2 separate regions of the Capsicum annuum genome follow, and region 2 is linked to region 1. The links are chromatin contacts, called in public Hi-C maps. All regions are on one chromosome and are shown on one strand. The core of a region is the stretch at or near the end of the contact, and the rest is flanking DNA. Distances in the headings are between cores, read along the strand shown. Region 1 has its middle 17 kb from the start of LOC124887875. Region 2 holds the start of LOC107843592 (peptidyl-prolyl cis-trans isomerase CYP21-4).

Region 1 (2,746 bases), core at 98-2,597:
AATTTGTTTTGTGCTAGAGAATATATTTTTATTTTTATTTTTATTTTTAAGATGGAATAGATTTTTTTTCTAAACAGCAGGAAAAAATAACCAAACAAATTATTACTAAAACTATTTAGTTATAATTAAAAAAAGAAAATTAAATAAGTCGTACTTACCACACAACGTAATATAGTCAATGACGGTCAATTAGTTAGCACACCAAAGAGGAAACTTAAAAATGAATAGTTCAACATATATAGTTTTAGTATAAATGAACAATTAATTGGATAAAAAAGAATCATAAAATAAACGACAAAGATTAAATATTAATAAATGTATGGTTCAAGGGTAAGAATGATAATTCTTATATAAAATAAGTATACCTTTCTAATGTAACTCACTATATGATTAATTTTTCTAATGTCATCTTGGTGCATGATTAAGACAGAATGAATTTGTAACCATTTACTCATATATTTTGGCTACAGTTTTCAGATAATATCAGGAGATAAACAAGTGCACCATTATCTTTATTTCTCAACAAGAATTGAAAAATTGCATTTATAGTAAAAATAACAAGCATTTATTAATGGAAGGATAAAATAACACCAAAAAATTATAAAGCGTTATTTTTACAATTAAAGAAGAAAGTAAATTTATTCTTACCACATAAGTTAATGTAGGCCTACACGTTCAGTTAGATATCATCTAAGAAACGAAGCTGTAAAATGAGAAGTTCAACATATTTAGTTTAAATAAGTAGATTGTTAACTGGAGAAAAGAATCATATAATAATCGAGTACAAAGATGAATTATTAATAAAATATGATTCAACTATATGGACGTTCACGATGATATAAGTGTAGTGTACTATTGGATCATGATAAAATAATTTGCACAAGAATTAGTATAATAGAAGAAGATGCAATAGAAATCAACAATATCAGTGAATACCATAAGTAAGAGGTATGACAACTTTCACACACACGTGTTGATCGCCACGCGACAAAAGATTGCATTAACAATACAAAAGAGAAAAAGCAAGGACAAACCAGTAAAAATTTATTTTTAAAAAAAAAAAATCCGTGATAGGCAATCTTTGGCCTAAGATATCTACTGCAGGATTCCTAAGGTGTTTTCATTAAAAAATGGCCAATCATTTGATATCAGCAAATTGCAGGACCCTCTGCATTATATACCTGTTGCTCTCTATTAGTGATATGCTATGTGAAGCAAGCTTGGAGATGGGTGCAATTAGGAAAATGACTCATATTGTCATTACCAGTAAAAATTTTATTTTTTAAAAAAAAAAAAAAAAGTGTAAACAGGCTCTTGCTCTCTGTTGAGTATAGATACTGTTAAGACATTGACATGACCAGGAAATCAAACATAATGAATTTAGAAGAACAACAATTCTAATCGCCTATATTTTACCTTTCCACTTTCGATTTTGAAAGGAAAAATTGAACCAAATGGTAAATATTGTTGTAATTACAGAAAGATAATAATTCTATATCACTTTTATAACCTTTTTTTTTTTATATCTATTCAAAATCGCTTCATAGAAAATTAACGACTCTTAGCGAAAACCCAGCTTCTATGCAATCTTACCTTACATTTCTACCAAAAGGTATTTCCACAACTTAAATTTGTAACCTTCTAAACACGTGACAACTTTACTCGGTTACTACAACACTTTCGTTTTGGTTGACTCTTGAAAGATCCTTGATTAGACCTCGCTTCTACGCAATCTTACCTTACATTTATATGAAAAGCTATTTCTACATCTTGTAACAGATGAAACCAAATCAACAGAGGAAAAGTAACAGATTTTGGCAATGCGGCTTTACTATATCAACTGTTGCCTTAAATTCTATTTTAACACACATACACATACAAAAAACACGAAATTAAGCCGAAAAAATTTATTTTTAAAGGGATACATGCAAGAACAAGTTTCACAAGAACCATGAAGGAAACAACTGGAGTAAAGGCATTTTTGTCTCTTTTGATTCAATCCTCTAACATGATAAATATTAGTTATAGTAATAAATATGCGTACAAGCTTCTGGTCAGTCCTTCAACTTAGAATAAGCAAATTTTGAAGCACTTAATGAAAATACCGCAACTTTAATCTTGATCTATAAAGCCATCTATCATATTTGATTGTTACGTATGCAAAAATCGCATTATTTTTAATACATTATCATTTTTTTAGACCTATATTTGGATCTATATTATGTTGAGCATTAACTCCCAATAAATTGTAAAAGGATTTTTGAAGATAAAGGAACTTTAAAAGCAGAGAAACATACCTGTGAGTTTACAAATGAGTATTGACAAGCGTTGACCACATTTGTGGACATAGGCTTATTTTTTCAAGTGAAGTTGTCTTATAGATTGTTTTATTATTATTTTGTTGATCTTTTTTGTATTTGTAGTGAAAATGAAAGACAACTGGGTGGTGGTTGGTGTTGATCTATGAAAATATCTTCATATTCTGGAACATTGTAGAATTAGCTGTGCAATACCCATTATTACCCTTAATTATGAAATGACTTAAATTTCCCTGGTTGTCCGTTGCTTAGGCTTTTGTATATAGTACTAGATAAGCATGCCCAACATTTCGAATTCTAATATAATTTAATTTGTGTTTCATATTAGTTGCATATGATTTAAACACTAATTTGGTATACATACTTCATAATAATCATAATTTGTAAATGCAAAAGCAAAATTTCATCCTTTACAAAGTGGTGGCAAG
Region 2 (3,112 bases), core at 356-2,855, 46 kb after region 1:
TCAAGCACCCAAAGATAACAAAATACCGCTATAATTATCATTCTTTTAATAATCAAAGTTTCAGGATTCACATGATATATTTACATTGTAAGCACCAGCTAGTTACATAAATGGGGACTAAACCACCCCCCAAAAAAAAGCCTAGTGTAGTCTTGTAGGCATTGTCTGGGGACGATAGAGTAGCCCAACCTTAGAGGAGCTAGAGAGGTTGTTTCAGAAATATCCCCTGCTCGAACAACGCACATCAGAGAAGTTAAAAGAAAATACAGAAGTAAAGAGGACATAGAAAATAATAGAAAATTCATAACATAGCATTCAAATAAAAGGAGTAATAACAGTAACCAACTAATGTTTTAACTGAAGCACAACAAATAACAAGTAATAAAGTAAAAAGACAATCAACTGTGAGAAAAATGCTATTACTACGGATACAAAAATAGGGAAACAGGTACAATGCACCAAACTACCACCAATCTTATTCCGACTCGAACAAGACAACGCTCAACCACCTACTAGTCTTTCTACCCTAATCCATGACCTTCATAACTTTCTATCTAACGTCGCTTTTCCATATCCTATCTAATCACCTCTCTCCAACACTTCTTCGGCCTACCTCTACCTCTCCTAAAACCCACCGCGGTCAACCTCTCACATCTCCTCATTGAACCTCTGTGCATTGCTTCTTCACATACCTGAACTATCTCAGTCTCACTTCCCTCATCTTGCCCACCACGGAGACCACTCCCACCCTGTCCTCCAGGATATCTTCATTCTTAATATTTATCTCTCCTAGTATGTCCAAACATCCACCTCAACATTCTCATTTCCGCCACTCGACTTAACCAAGAAGAATAAAACTAAACTCCCAACACAAACAAACACTAGGTGATTTCTTCCATCTGTTCTAGAAGCCTTGGTGGATAAGGTTACCTAATACTTGTTACTTGCTGGTGGGAGGTGGCATGTATCCCTGGAATTAGTCTAGGTGCGTGTGGTAAACAAGCTGACCCAGACATCACAGTCATAATTTTTTTTTTTAAAAAAAAAAAACTGAATTCCCAGCAACAACAACATACCAGTGTATCCCCAGCAAATATAGTTAATTCATATAACCAATTTGGGGAATTGCGACCTAGTTGATTAATCTATTCATTTAATTTTCTTTGAGCTTCACATAAACTAACAGGTTAAAAAAATTAAGAAGTAATATTTCCAAATTCAAATTCAGCAAAAAAATATATATATTATATTTGAACAATTAGGCCAATGAAAAAACATGAACTTAATTTCGCATAATTGCATTTCAAGCTCAAATTTATTTGAAAATACGAAATTGAAACCACAAAAGGTTCAGAATTCATACTGTGAAATTAATTTCTACTAATTAAGAAATTTCATTTGCTTTTGAACAACTCATTGATAATATGATGAAAGGGAAATATTGAATAAACCTGAATTGCCTGCGCTGGATTGATTATTTTCCTTTGAACTTTCGCTGTTTTGTTTAGAAAAAATATTCAGCGTGGAATTAGGAAAAAAGAAGGCAGTTTGGTAGTATAATATTATTCAAAAGTTTCTTTTATAAAATATGTTTTCACTCCCCCAGGGGATCATTTCACGAAGTATATAAGATAATATTGAATAAGGTGTATTAATAATGTTGGAATTAGTAGTATTGAAATTAATAATAGTGAAATTAGTAATATTGGAATTATTTTTTATGCTGTGTTTAGTTTGATGTATTAAAAATAATATGTATTATTATATTTTAAAAAAAATATTATTTATTTATCAAAAAAACCTTGACATACAATAATTTTGTATATTAACTTTATAAAGTTTTATTTTATTTTTTTTAAATCAGCAATATAACTATAGTAATAACTTATTTTGGAATTTTAAGATTTAATCATTTATTTGTAAAAAATAAAAAATTGTTATCTTTTCTTTATGTTTTTTGTTGTTTGCACTCTTAAGTTGGAGGGGATACGTGTAACTTTTGAATGAGACAATTGCATTTTTGTTAACATAGAATTGTGTTTCGTAAAGTGTTAAATCTAAGCAATTTTTTTTTATTTGTGATACATCTATTTACAAAATTAAAGCTACATGCAACCATGCAATTTGTTTCGGGATTTGACAAATAAATATTTTCTAAGTTAATGGAGTAGTTTTTTTAATGATTAAAATTATTTAGAGATTATCATCTTGAAAATTGAAAAGAAATAACTCATATTGAATAAAAAAAAAATTAAAAACATTTAAAACAATTTAAGGGCATTTTTATCTTTATTAATATTTATCCATGAATTATAATTCATGAATTACTAATCTAATCAAATTGGATGTATTAGTTATACACCCTATAATACCATGTAGGGTGATAATTAATTCATATATTAATTATACATTATTCTTTATTTGCTACCAAATATTATATTAATTTATTCCACATTTTAATACATGAATTAAAAAAATAATCCCTCCTACCAAACAACTCCTAAGTTTTATACTTTTTACATATTTTACTTTGGGGAGGAGAATGGGGCAATGGGCCTTGGAGGAACGGGGGTTGAGCTCAAAATGGCATAATCAAAAAAATTACAAAAATTCCAATTACCTTCTTTTATTACACAATATTTTGAAGTCCTAATTAATAATAAACATTTCATATTTATAATTTCTCTCTATAATTCATATTAATAACTTTATCTTTTTCATTTTATATTTTTATTTTCTTAGAAGGAGTGTGCAATAAAAAAACCTCAATTTTTTCAATTTTGAATTTACTGTTATTCTCAAATTCTTATTTTTAATTCATAAAAATCCTACCAGGATAATCTTAAACCCTACCTGAAACTCCACAGCGCTAAAAACTTTAGTTTTTCGTTGTCCCGTGGATGAGTAATAAGAGTGCAAAATGCAAAGTACGTATCTCTTCTTATTGAACACTTTTTATCTTCAACATATTGATTTATTTTCTTTGGAATAGTGACATGGTGGTGGTCTTTTAAACAAGATGTTCATGTTTTGTCAACAGTCCCCAAGATCTAGTCGTCGTCCTTTATCCCTTCTCCTTGTGGTTCACTTTGGTTGAGTCAATGCTATCAAG

The links. A called contact is a pair of places that touch in the nucleus more often than the background predicts.
Region 2: a Hi-C map of leaf shows a contact between it and region 1, with 2.6 times the contacts expected there. The contact joins the promoter of LOC107843592 here to the enhancer-like site in region 1. A contact is called at or near these places in 3 of 5 Hi-C or Micro-C datasets (bud, leaf and placenta).

The regions. Positions count from the first base shown.
Region 1 is chr10:204,859,699-204,862,444 of UCD10Xv1.1, forward strand. No RefSeq gene overlaps it. Among protein-coding and RNA genes, the nearest start is that of LOC124887875, 17 kb to the right of the region's middle. Within about 2 kb of position 1,348, at least 3 of the 5 cell types and tissues checked have an H3K27ac peak or open chromatin away from gene starts, as enhancers often do. A contact at or near this core is called in leaf, where this site is marked.
Region 2 is chr10:204,905,326-204,908,437 of UCD10Xv1.1, forward strand. It overlaps LOC107843592 (peptidyl-prolyl cis-trans isomerase CYP21-4), which reads right to left and starts at 1,606. Exons shown (of 8, transcript XM_016687915.2): 1 at 1,452-1,606.